2 separate regions of the Mus musculus genome follow, and region 1 is linked to region 2. The links are chromatin contacts, called in public Hi-C maps. All regions are on one chromosome and are shown on one strand. The core of a region is the stretch at or near the end of the contact, and the rest is flanking DNA. Distances in the headings are between cores, read along the strand shown.

Region 1 (6,554 bases), core at 3,836-6,335, 310 kb after region 2:
CAAAAAAAAAAAAAAAAAAAAAACCCCAAAAAAAGAATTGAATTTGTGTTGTTATGGGCACAGCTATGGCAAGAACCCCATTGCCTCAGACCCAGGGGCATGACAAGGCCTTTCTTCAGGTCAGGCTCAGGTCAGGTCATGCTTCCCCTGGTCCATGTAGGATGTTGACAATATGTGCAGAAAATACCAACCACAGTCCCCTCCTCCCCTCCCTCCTCTTCTACCTCCTCCCATCTCTCCTCCCCTCGCTCTTCACTTCTCCCTTCTCCCCCCCCCCCAACTCTTCCCCTCAGCTCCTCTTCCTCCTGCTTCCTCCCCTCCTCCCTCCTCCCTTGTCTCCTCTCCCTCCTCCCCTCCTCCGTCCTCCCTCCTCCCAGCTCCTGGATGTTCACAGCCTAGACTGCTCACCTACAGAGACCCTCTATGGTGATGAGCTTAAACCCATCTCATTCGGCTGTATACAATGAACCTGCGTCGAGGACTCAGGCATATACAATAAATGTATTGAGTTTCTGGGCTGTTGTGCATCACCAGGGTGCACAGTCCACCCGACACCACCTTTTCTATGTACAGGTCTGTTCTTCATCCCCGGAAGCCCCAGTTAGGTCACTCCCTAGGCTGCGGCATATCTAGGCTGATTTTTATTCATTTGTTTGTTTTTGAGATTGGGTCTCAAGTAGGCCAGGATGACCTAAAACTTTCTACAAAGTTGAAGCTGAAGCTGAGGCTGCCCTTGAACACCTGACCATCCTGCCTATATATCCCAGGAGCTGAGATAACTGATGTGTACCGCCACAGCCTGCTGGGTTTGCATACCTCAGTCCCTGCTGGGTTAATCTCCCAACACCCATTGCTTCCATACCAGATGTCTAACTTACTAGAAATGAGGAGAAAAAAGCAGCATGGGGTTGCTTTAAGGAGAGAAAAAAGTGGGCTGGAGAGAAGGTTCAGCCGTTAAGAGCGCTGACTGCTCTTCCAAAGGTCCTAAGTTCAATTCTCAGCAACCACATAGTGGCTCAAAACCATCGTAGTGAGATTTGTACTTACATATAATAAGTAAATCTTAAAAAAAAAAAAGGAGAGGGGGAAAAAGTGGTGTCGAGATTGTGGCTCAGGGAGAGTGGTGTGAAATGGCCATGAGGAAAGGGAGAGGGAGAGCCCTGACTTTAAGAATGGGAGTTCAGAGTAGAGAGAGGTGAGGTGACTTGCAGGAGGAGCTTGTGGGGTTCACGTCTGTGTGACCTGAGGTCCCCGGGGGGCTGGCCTCAGGGTCAGTGCAAGAGGTCTGTTGAGTTCAGAGCTGACCCGAGCTCTGAGAACCTCTACGCCTGCCCTGGGAGGACCTACGCTGGCTTGGCAAGATGGTGGGGCCATGGCCGTGGGTGGACCTGAGCATCCTACGCTGACTCTAACCCTTGGGCAGAGAGAACAAAGTGTGTGTGTGTGTGTGTGTGTGTATGTGTGTGTGTATGTGTGTGTGTGTGTGTGTGTACGTCCAAAACCTGGTGGCTGGTTGGATGGGAGAGAGGGAGGGATGAGAGTTAAATCCAGGTGACAGGAAACTTTTCATAGGCTGAGGAAACCAGCCTGAAGGGAAACAGCAGCCCATGAGGCTTGCAGGATGCTCATGTGGGCATGGGTGGTGGTTGTTCTGGAATAGCTCCCTAAGCACAGTGTGGCACAGTGGAGGCTGTGTGCCAGGGAGGAGGATGCCTGAGTCTGCATGTCCACATGGATGTCCGCACGCACCCGCACACGAGCGAGTCCCGTGCACGCACAGGCTTGGCCTTGCGGGCAGTCCCATTTATTCGGTTTTTCCGTTTGCGAGAGTAAAGGCTTAAGAAAAGACCAGCACTCCAAAGGGGTTCCCGGAGCTGCCACAGGGACCTCGCCACGGTGCATAAGTACCTTATTCAGGGACTTGTAGGGCTCGGGGTCACTGAAGGAGAAGGGGGCATCACGTCGGAACTTCTCTCTGAATTCGTGCTGCTTGAGCTGGTGAGAGAGTGGGGTGGGGGTGGGGGTGGGGGGTCGGGGAGGGATGTCACGTCATGGCTGGCTCTGAGCATCCCAGCATGCCACACCCTCCCGCATGCTCCCAGCCCTGGCCTCCACTACCCTGCTCGGGCCCAGGCTACCTCAAACTGTTGGCACTTTCGTCTCAGGATGTTAACCTCGTTGGCCTGGAGGGGCGCCACATTCTGCTTCACCTGAATGGCCAGTTTCTTGGTGTTGGTCCACTGCTCTGGCAGCTCCTGTGGGAGGCGAAGGCAGAGCATGGGTGGGGGTTGTCATCTGCCTCCGTTTTCCCATTGGAGTTACTTGGGTTTGTTTTTTTTTTAAAGTATTTAATATGTCTGAGTGTTTGCATGCATGCAGTGCCCAGAGGGGTCAGAGGAGGATGCCGGAGCCCCTAGAAACGGAATTACAGACAGCTGTGAGCTGCCACGTGGGTGCTGGGTAGCAAGGTGTCTCCCTGAGCCTCTGTCTCTCCCCTTTTAAAGCTCTCTGCCATGTCAAAACTGAAGGCTCGGGAGAGACTTTTAAAGTAGCACAAAGTGCTCACGATGTCCCCAGCCGGCCCCAGAACGGCAGAGCGGGAAGCCCAGTGCTGTGCCAATCAGAACTTTCTCTACCTTTCATAGTGTTCATCAGCTTGAACCCATGCACGTGTGTGCATTGTGCACAGATTCATGTGATGGTGCAGATGTGCACACGTGTGCATGTATGTGCATCCGGGAATATGGACGCGCGTGTGCATATGAGTATGTGTGTGTGCGTGTGTGTGTGTGCATGGCTGTGTCTGTGTAGGTGACAGAGGGTAAGGGGGAAGTGAGGAGGGAGGGAGGGAGGGAAGCTGATAGGCTTGGGAAGAGATGGGAAACCGAGGAGCCAGGCACAGCTGGGGAGGGGGTGGCTCCTTGGAGGCCCTCCAGAGGGACATCCCCCACCCTGCTCAGCCATAGCCCAGTCAGTGTGACAATGGCTGTCATGTGGGCAGTGGATGGCAGGGCACAGGCAGCCTCTCTCTGCTCCCGTCTCCATCAGCGTTCACACCCATCGGGAGTGAGTGACCTCCACATTCAGGGAGATGAGAGGCCGTGGAGATGGCTTTAACCCCACAAAACTACTAGGAGGCTCTCACCAGCCTCAGCGGTGACCACTTGGGCCCTCTTCTCCGGGAAGATTCTGTCTCTGGCCTCCATACCCCTGGGGATCTGGAGTCTCGTAAGTGTCTAGCCTGCAGCGACCTGCCACAGTACTCCAGCACAGCACTGTTGGAACCCACCTGCAGCTTCAAGTAGATCTCCTCCGGCATCTCCTCCCCATAGCTCTTGAGCAGTTCGATGGTTTGCTTCAGGGGCTCAAACATGCTATCGGTGGCCACCTGCCTCTCCTTGACTTTCATCAGGTGCCCCATGACCTCTACCAGCCCGTCGTAGTCTCCCTCCTTAAGTGGCTTCTTCAGGGCTGTTCGGGTGATGTTCATGAAGCTTTCCAGATCAGCGAGGCTGCAGGACAGGGGGACTCAGGTGAGGGGCTCATCCTCCTCGGCCACCACCTCAATGTCCCCTTAGCAGGGACACTCGACTGCCATGCAAGGCACCACCTGGAGAGGGGCAGCCACTGCCCCCCCATGTGGTCCCCCTCGGCCTAGATGTCACAAAAGTATTAGCGTAGCCCAGGCTGATCCTTGAGCGCTATCTTAAAGCCACAGCTGAGAGCAGCCAGCCGCCCAGATGGGCTCAGTTAGAGAGAATGCTTATGCTGCTGTCGGTGACCTTCCTGTGCAATGACTGGGCTGTCCCAGCCTTCCTGCCAGGCTCAAGGCTTCAACACAGAGCCTGACAGGTACTTCACTCTTCTACCTGCCCTGCACTGGTCACAGCAAGGAACCACATGCACCACCTCCTGTGACAGTGGTGCTCCCCCATGTGGCATGGTGTGGTAAGGCATGCTGTTCCTCCTGTGACAGTGGTGCTCCCCCGTGTGGCATGGTGTGGTAAGGCATGCTGTTCCTCCTGGCCTCACCAGGAGCAAATAAATGTAAAGCCTATATCACAATCAGGCCACCCAACTTTCAGATCAGGCCACTGAGCCACTTACTAAGTCCGTGGTGCCTCTCCCAGGCTGTCGGGGGGGGGGGGGTCCGGGGAAGTCTCAGATTTGCAGCAGCGGGCCATGGCCTCACCTGTTGATGACGTGGTTGTTCAGGTATCGCTTGAACAGAAAACTCCAGCGCTTGATGGTGTTGAGCAAGGTCTGCTTGAAGGGGCGGCAGTCACACTGCAGCCAGCCATGGAAGACCTTGGTGTTCTCACAGCTGGACACCTCCTCATACAGCTTCTCATACGAGTCAATCTGCCCAACACAGCCGTGGATTCCATCAGCCATGGCTGTGTGTCCCCCACTAGCCATCGCCGCTTCCTGTCTGGCTGTGAAGGGCAGCCAGGTGGCCCAGGGTGCAGCTTAAGAGAGGCTGAGACCACTGCTACCTGTTTGCCCTGTCCCAACACCTCAGAGCTCCTTCTGCCCCACCTCTAGGAGGGGACAGATAGACAGAAGAGGATGGGATTGGGTGACTACAGTAAGGCTTCTGGAGCAGGAGGGGACTCCCAAAGGGCACCCCTTAACTCATGGGAGCACCTGCAGACTTTGAGCCATCCCATCTTTCTTCTCACTGGTGTGGGGGAGGAGAGGGCTTTCTCATTGTGCCCAAGACCAACCTCAGGACTGGATTGCTTCACTTTCTAGATTCCCAATTCTGACACCTGAGCTCTTGCTGACCCTGAAGGCCGATTCTTAGACTGCAGACCTCACCTGGAGCTGGCCTGAGTGTAGTGCTCCCAGCCACCTCTTATCTGGCTCTTAGGGACTCTTATTCTCAGGGATCAGTCCTCTGTCCTACTTGCCACAGGATGGGACACCAGCCAGCTCAGCATAGTGCCCTCACCTGACCTAACTGAAGTCATTCACACTACAAGCCTGGTAGATCCTGCTGAGGCCTCTTCTCTCTCCCTGGCTGCCTCTCTGGTACAGTGGTGCTCCCCCCCATGTGGCGTGGTGTAGTAAGGCATGCTATTCCTCCTGTGACAGTGGTGCTCCCCCGTGTGGCATAGTGCGGTAAGGCATGCTCTCTCTCCTGGCCTCACCAGGAGCAAATTTAAAACCTACATAGCAATCAGGCCACCCAACTTTCAAATCAGGCCTGTGGGGGGTGGGGAGGGGGTCGTCTACCCGAGGATGTGGGAGGTGACACAGGAGGACAACAGGACCATACACACCTGCTGCTGGAACTGAGCCAGGGTAGGTGGTGTCTTGGGGATGGTGTCGTCCGTCTTGGTGTCCAGCTCCTCAGGGGTGGGCGCGTGCCCGAAGATGAGGAAGTTCTTCATAAATTCTTGAAGGTCATCCACCCAAAGGTAGGAGTACCTCTCAAAGGAGTCCTGGTACTCCTCAGCCACCTTCATGGCTCCAATGACCAGGCTGGACACTTCCTCCCGCATCTCTATGAGGTCTGTGATATCCTCTAGGTCAGACTGCCGGGGTGGGAGTGGGGACAAAGATTGGGTCATTTGCCTTCATGAGAGACAGATTTTCCCCCAGACCTGGAAGAGCATCCTTCTGTGGGTGCTGCTGAGAGTCCTGAATGGAAGCAGGGGGTGTCTGTCAGTGTGCAGCGCCCCTACCCCACCCCTGAAAGAAGATTTGCTAAGGGTGGCTCTGAGCTGTCTGATCCCAGGGTGACGTGGGTGTCAGTTCATCCATTCTGTATTTGCACAGACCTTGGTTGTGTGCAATGTGCTGGTATGGACAAAGGGGACACAGAGCGAGCGACTCACATGGACTGTTGGGGGAGGGGGTATGTATGGACATTTTTAAAATAACAAACCCAGAAAACTACCCTCTAGTTAAATCTCTGCATGCATGCTATCTATGGTATGTACAAATCGATTGAATGTACACCTGGTCACTTCCGAGGCCTTTAAAATTCCTCAGTATATTCTGTTCAGATCTGCCGTTCAAACTCACTTCCAGACGCCCTCCTGCTCCTGGCTGGCAATGCCACAGGAGGCAACATTCTGTTACAGGGCATTTTTACATGTTTCCCCGTTGCTGGTGACTTATGCCTTTATTTTGATCCTGATGCCTTTCCCCCTTCATTAGCTCTCATTGTACACATTTAATCTTCTAATAAAAACGAGGGAGAGGGGAGCAGCCACGGAGTCCAGGCATTGATTTGACGGAGGTGGCTAAGGAGCACGGATTCGGATGGGTCAGTCCGTCAGGGAGAGGGTGACTTTGGCTGAGCCCTTGGCTGTCCTGTTGAGCTTGGTGGCACTCTAAGAGGGGCAGACTCCTTCATGCTAGCAAGAGTTTTTATTTTGTTTTGCTTTATTAAATTTTTGTTTTTGTTGTTAACTATTCTTTCTTTAGTTTTTTAAAGATTTATTTATTTTATGTATGTGAGCACACTGTAGCTGTACAGATGGTTCTGAGCCTTCATGTGGTGGTTGGGAATTGAATTTTTAGGACCCCCCGTTCACTCTGGT
Region 2 (6,968 bases), core at 1,930-4,429:
CTGTTTCTCTTTTTTTGGGGGGTGGGGGTGGGGGGAGTGGTCGTGGTGGTGGTTTTTTGTTTTTTGTTTTGTTTTTTGTTTGTTTTTGTTTTTTGTTGTGTGTTGGTTTTGAGACAGGGTCTCTCTACATAGTCCTGGCTGTCCTGGAACTCACTGTGTAGACCAGGTCTGTCTCAAACTCACAGAGATCCTCCTGTCTCTGCCTCCCAAGTGCTGGAATTAAAGTCTGGCTCCCAGCCCCAAGAGGACATTTTAAAGCACCCAGGTCCAAGCAGCTGGGTGCAGAGCTGCTCGCAGAGGGAACCCGGGGAGATGCAGCCCAGGCTGGCCTGGAGCCCCTGACCCTCTTGCCTCTGCTTGCCTAGGCAACAGAGGGTGACAATCATGGGCCCCTCCACCCAGCTGAGACATCTACAGAGACTGCCTTGATTTCTGTCACAGACTCTGGAGTCTTCTTGGGTGACCGCTGAAGACTTGGCCACTTCAAGCCCTCCTGAGACTTCGCTGGCTTCAGAGGCCTGACCACCACATGACTTCCCCCTCCCATCTGTAACCAAACACCAGTTAAATGCTTCTAAATGCCAGGGTTTCCATGGCAGGTACAGGTTTACACTTGGAGACATGTGGCAATGTACCATAGGAGGTAACCCTGGAGAGTGGGGTTCCCATTCCCCAGGCCACCAAGACAGGGTTCCTGGGGCAATGAGACCTGGAGGGGCACAGGTAGGCTCTGGTGCTCAGTAGAAGGGGGGGTCACAAATAAAAAAATTAGTTCTTGGTGCTGGAGAGATCAGCGGTTAAAAATACTGAGTGTTCTTCCAGAGGTCCTGAGTTCAATTCCCAGCAACCACATGGTAGCTCACAAACATCTGTAATGGGATGCCCTCTTCTGGTGTGTTTGAAAACAGCAACACTGTACTCATATACATTAAATAAATACATACATACTTTTTTTAAAATCCTCATTAAAAAAAAAAAAAACTAATTCTTGGGGCTGGAGAGATGACTCAGCGGTTAAAAGCACTGACTGCTCTTCTGAAGGTCCTGAGTTCAAATCCCATCAACCACATGGTGGCTCACAACCACCCGTAATGAGACCTGATGCCCTCTTCTGGTGTGTCTGAAGACAGCTACAGTGTACTTATGTATAATAATAAATAAATCTTTGGACTGGAGCAAGCAGGGACTGAGTGAGTGAAGTTGACCGAATCAAGCAGAGGTCCTAAAATTCAATTCTTAGCAACCACATGAAGGCTCACAACCATCTGTACAGCTACAGTGTACTCACATACATGAATACTAAATAAATAAATAAATCTTTTAAAAAACCCTAATTCTTAAAGAATGGTAATTTTGTGGGGAACTAAGTCAAAACATTCTCCCCTTCACTGATTTCCCACTGGAGAAACTTAACAAAGCGTGCGTGGGCCTGGTGCACACTGCTGAGTGTCAGAGCTGGCTCAAGGGCCTTACTGTAAGGCACACACAGCGGGTGTCCAGGTGACCACCTGCCTCCTTTGCTGGATCTTCCCGTGGCTTTTCACTCTGCCCTCTGACTATGGAGCTACAGTTCAGACAGCTTCCTGATAGAACTCGGCCACTGTAGATCCTCCAAGAGTGGCAAGAGGGGCCCAGGCTAGAGTGGCCTTCCTAGAGAACAGGGCTGGACAGGGGCTGGAGTGCAGTGGCCAGTCAGGCTCTGTGGAGCATCTACACATGACACAGGCTGTGACCTGGCAGCAGGAGTCCTCTGCTGTGAAGACACTGTCAAAGCAGGCGTCTCCTGTGCAGTCACTGAGCCTGCCCAGAAAGCCACAGGCTAGTCTGCAGGCCTAGACTGGGGGGGGGGGGGTCACCCATGTGGGTGGGTAGCTATGGGTGGCCTCCCATGGGGTAGTATGATCCAGTGCCAGCTTACCTGCTTCTTCGGTTCTCTGCCCCTCGGTCCCTGTGGGTCTGGCCCTGGTGTAGCCTTAGGCTCGGAAAGAACGGCTCTGCTCAGACCACCCCAGTATTGGTCGCATGGTCCACTTCCCTTTGTCCAGGTAAGGCTGGATCTAGGTCCTTAAGGGACAACCTTGCCTTTCTCTGAACTCCTTTAAAGACAAGAGTAAGGCACTGCAATGGCTGAGTGGGAGAGGAGGGACTTTCAGATTCCTGCAGGCAGGTTAGCAGACACAGGTGGAGGGAAAGGGGATTCACCAAGCTTGGGAGGGAGAGAGAGCCACCAGCCATGTGAGATCTTGGGTGGAGTGGCCATTGGCCTCTTCCCTGACTGGGTTTGGGGAAATTAGAAATGTAACTAAACTGAGGGCAGATTTAGGGTGCTGAGCAAGGGGAAGGTAACTGGGCAACTGAGTTGAGGGCAGAATTAGAGGTGTTGATCTGAGTGAAGATAAGGACATGTTAGCCTCAGGAGGCTTAAAAGTATCCAACCATTGAGCTAAAAAGCATATTAAAAATAAACTACTGTGTATCTGTCAAAAAAAAAAAAAGAGTAAGGCACTGGGCTACACACTCTCAGGTGACAGAGTCTCATCCCACCTGAGGTCTAACTTGGAGACAGAATGCACCAGCTATAGCAGAAGGCGGAAGCACCCTGAAAGCCAGAGAGAGAGAGACTGTGGGAGGGTCTGAGCAGAATATCGATAGCTAGACAGGATCTAGCTGGGGACACCTGGGTCACAGCTGCATGCTTGTGGCAAGTGCCTTGGCTAAAAAGACGTTACTGATGGTGAGGACTCGGTGTGAGAGGATCCAGATGGATAACTGTGACCTCCACCCCTACAGGGCAGGGTGGGAGAGGAGGAGTTTGAGATGTGCGAGGAGGAGGGATCCACAGGGAGCAGCTGCATTGTTCACAGGGCCCAGGTCCTCCCAGGGGGCAAAATTCACCTGGTATGTGGTGTTCAGATGGATCTCAATATGATGTGAACCTCCCCTCCCTGCCTCTTAACAGGAATCTACTGATTCTCCAGGTTTCCTGGATAAGGAGAGCCCTTGTGTTAACATTAGCCCCACGCCAGTGCCCCAGGATAATCACACATCCCAAACTCAGTAGACACACGCGCTTATCCCCTCCTCCCCTGCAGGTAACAGGGGGAGAACACAGATATCCCTGGAACCAGCCCTGTAAGGTATTGGGGCCCCTGGAGAGCCACAACCTTCAAGTTATCTCCTAGCTGCAGGCAGCCACCCGAGGAGCATCCAGGGGCCTTGGGGTGGAGAGGCCAGACAGGAAGCTTTGGACAGCCTGAGCCATACACAGCCCCAACCTCACAGACGCATGGCGCTCCTTCAGCTGCTCCTCTTTGCCATGCTGGGTGAGTCTCCTGCAGACATCACGGGAAGGGCCTTGAGAGAGTAGGCTCAGGGAATGGAGTGTGAAGAGAGTCCAAGAGAGAAAGAGACCCAAAGGCGGAAGCACCCTGGAAGCCAGAGAGAGAGAGAGAGAGAGACACGGTGAGAGGGTCTGAGCAGGAGATTGACAGCAGACAGATGTGCTATGCTATGCAGATGTGACCTTGTTTAGGGTATCATCTGTCATTTGGATTCCACTGGTGTATGTAGTATGTGTGGTGTGTATGTGAGTATGGTGTAGTGTGTTCTGTATGTGTATGTATGTGTGTATGGTGTGATGTGTGTGTGGTATAGTGTGTTTGGGAGGGTGCCCATGCGCACGTGTGCATGTCCAGCACTCAGGAAGTAGAGACAGGAAGATCAGGATTCCAAGGTCACCCTCAGGTACGTATTGAGTTCAAAGCCAGCCTGGAGTATAGGGGAGACCCTGTGTTAAGTAAGATAAGATAAAAACTCCAGATCAGAGATGCTAACTGGTCCCAGGGGCCTCACTGTCAGATATCAGCCTGGGCAGGAAGCTGTCTGGACAGTCTCCCTCCTCTGCAGGGCTTCCTCTTACCCCTCCCCTCTCCTCTTTTACAGCTGCCTGTGGCTTCTCAGAGGAGCAGACAGAAGGTGAGTAGCCCCCACACTGGGGGGAGAAGGATCTAGCTGGGGACACCTGGGTCACAGCTGGGTGCTTGTGGCAAGTGCCTTGGCTAAAAAGACTGATGGTGAGGACTTGGTGTGAGAGGATCCAGATGGATAACTGTGACCTCCACCCCACAGGGCAGGGTGGGAGAGGAGGAGTTTGAGGTGTGTAAAGAGGAGGGATCCACAGGGAGCAGCTGCATTGTTCACAGGGCCCAGGTCCTCCCAGGGGGCAAAATTCACCTGTTCCATCAAGTCCCACAGCTCTGCCTAATAGGTGGGATGCAGAGAAGGCTGGGGAACTCTAGTGTGCACTTCTGGGACAGGAGGGGCTTGCTGAGGGAGCTGGAGACCTCAGGGAATCTAGAGATTAAGCCACTTTGCTCTGACAGCAGTTGAGAGTGAGTGTCCTCTGTCTGTCTGTCTGTCTGTCTGTCTGTCTGATCTATTTATCTATCTATACATATATACCTATGTATGTATAACTATATCATGCACACATACACATATATATGCACAGATAAACAGATAGATCCCTCCTGTGTTCCCTCTCTCTTTTCGGCTTCCTGTCCCTCCTTTCTTCTCCTTTCTCCTTCCCTCCCCCTTCCCCTCTCTCTTTTTCTCCCCAGTAGTCCCGGTACAGAGCCAGGAAGGAGAGGTTTCAGGGACAGGTCGCAGCCCTGGACCGCTCCATTCATGCCCTGCTCCATTTTCCTCTTTGCCTCTCACCTCCTTCCCCTAGATGGACCCCTTTCATGGTCCTCGCCACTTCTCCACCTCCTGCACCCTTCAAGGTGGAGGCAGGCGTTTCCTCCCTGTCTCCACCTTGCATCCCTGGGCATCCCCTTCTGTTCTGCTGAAGGGTGGTGTTGACGCAGATCTCACTCGGATGAGGCACAGACCAAACTACCATTTCCTCATTTTCTGTAAAAAAGAAAAAGTTTATTAGTGTCACAGTTAAAAAAAGAGCTGGTGGCTGAGTCTCAGGAAAGTACCCAGGCAGAGGCGGTCCTGCCTTCCTGTCCTCTCAGCCCATGGCTGCAGCTCTGCTAATGTATCCTGTGCCAGATCTCTGAAAAGCTGGCTGATCCCTTGTTCCCTCACAAACCCTGGAGGATGGCGTTTGGCCAAGTTTAGAAAGAAAACCCAAGAGCCAGGCGTGGTGGCGCACGCCTTTAATCCCAGCACTCAGGAGGCAGAAGCAGGCAGATTTCTGAGTTCAGTTGGAGGCCAGCCTGGTCTACAGAGTGAGTTCCAGGACAGCTAGGGATATACAAACAAACCCTGTCCCGAAAAACAAACACAAAAAAAGAGTACCCATGGGTGTGGTGGTTCAAATCTACAGTCTCTGCACTGGGGAGACAGAGACAGGAGGATCTCTGTGAGTTCGAGGTCAGCCTGGTCCACATAGTGTGTTCCAGGACAGCCTGGGCTACACAGAGAAACCCTGTCTCAAAAAACAAAAACCAGGGCTGAAGAGATGGCTCAGCGGTTAAGAACACTGGCTTCTCTTCTAGAGGTCCCGAGTTCAAGTCCCAGCAACTACATGATGGCTCACAACCATCTGTAATGAGATCTGACCCCTCTTCTGGGGTTTCTAAGGAGAAAGACAGTGCACATACATAAAATAAATACATACTTCTTTAAAACAAAACAAACAACAAAAACCTCAGCAGCTCTCCCCACACCAGCTCCGTGAGGAGACGTGAGGAGAGAGCCCGGCCTTGTTCTCCCCTCTGGGAGCAAGCTGTACTTTCTGTTGCTACAGTCAGCACATATGCAAACCAAGCTTCTATTCCCGGCCTCCGACATGGAAACGAGAGGGACTGGGTTTCTTTTCATTTTTACAGTCAACTCAGTGTCTCTCCTGAAAGAAAGAGACAAACAAACAAACAAACAAACAAACAGAACCATAATGGGGAAAACAAACAAACAAACAAACAAACATAACCGAAATTTAGCCTAGAACTCATTTCTTCAGCGAGGCAGAGTTCAGCCCCAAATATTTCGTTTGGACCCCAAAGAGACCTGTTGTCCCTAAAGATTAAGGTGGTAAAAGTCTTGCCAGAAGTCTGCCTGACAGAGTTCAGAAAGGATCTAACTTTAGCATTGGATCCACTAACTCAAATTGGAAATCTATTTTGATTTAAAAAACAAAAACAAACAAACAAACAAAAAAACAAAAAAACCCTCCCAAAGAGGGGTACTTAGCAAAGTTTTCAAAAAGCCCCGGAAGTATGTTCTGTTGGTGTTGGGAACAGGCAGCTGGACACAGGCCAGTCATGTGCTGCTGTGGGGTGTGGAGTGGGTCCCTAGCCTCAGTACTCAGCTGGAGTACCAGCAGACACAGAATTCCCCTGAAACAGTGGTAGGAATTAGGATCTGAGAAAAAGTGTGCATTGTGGTCAGATGGCCTGGGGATTCCCAGGAGATGTCTGTCTGTAAGAGTCTAGCATGCCTTCTCTGGGGGGCGGGGGTCCTTCTAAACAGGGGGTCCAGTAGAGCAAGAGCAATGTATATAGTCTGGGAGGTAGATTACCTCCTCCTCTTCCTCCTCCTCCTCTCCACCCCCCCTTCTTCTTCTTTTTTGGTTTCTCTGTCCTGGAACTCACTCTATAGACCAGGCTGGCCTTGAACTCAGAAATCCGCCTGCCTCTGCCTCCCAAGTGCTGGGATTAAAGGTGTGCGCCACTATGCCTGGCTCCTCTTCTTCTTCTTTGACACAGGGTTTCATTGTGTAGTCTTGGCTGTCCTGGAATATAAGACCAGGTTAGCATTAAACTTATAGAGATCTGCCTGGCTCTGTCTCCCAAAGGCTGAGATTAAAGGTGTGTGTCACATGCTGTGTGTGTGCATGTGTGTGTGTGTGTGTGTGTGTGTGTGTCTGTCTGTCTGTCTGTCTGTCTGTCTGTCTGTGAACCACATGCAGGCGGTACCCACAGAAGCCAGGAGAGAGCTTGGATTCCATAGGCAGCTGT

What was found. A called contact is a pair of places that touch in the nucleus more often than the background predicts.
Region 1: a Hi-C map of pro-B cells shows a contact between it and region 2, with 3 times the contacts expected there. The contact joins the enhancer-like site here to the promoter of 6030468B19Rik in region 2. A contact is called at or near these places in 6 of 484 Hi-C or Micro-C datasets (B cells, the HL-1 cell line, embryonic stem cells and 2 more), 4 of 115 datasets of contacts at active chromatin or transcription factors (bone marrow-derived macrophages and embryonic stem cells) and 2 of 9 other capture datasets (embryonic stem cells and liver).

The regions. Positions count from the first base shown.
Region 1 is chr11:118,099,131-118,105,684 of GRCm38.p6, forward strand. Dnah17 (dynein, axonemal, heavy chain 17) reads right to left here. Exons shown (of 81, transcript NM_001167746.1): 19 at 5,286-5,540; 20 at 4,193-4,362; 21 at 3,290-3,512; 22 at 2,139-2,255; 23 at 1,909-1,995; 24 at 1,048-1,062. Among named protein-coding and RNA genes, the nearest start is that of Dnah17, 27 kb to the right of the region's middle. Within about 2 kb of position 5,086, at least 40 of the 459 cell types and tissues checked have an H3K27ac peak or open chromatin away from gene starts, as enhancers often do. A contact at or near this core is called in bone marrow-derived macrophages and pro-B cells, where this site is marked.
Region 2 is chr11:117,794,481-117,801,448 of GRCm38.p6, forward strand. 6030468B19Rik (RIKEN cDNA 6030468B19 gene) reads left to right here and starts at 3,180. Exons shown (of 6, transcript NM_029964.1): 1 at 3,180-3,323; 2 at 3,943-3,975. The coding sequence starts at 3,287.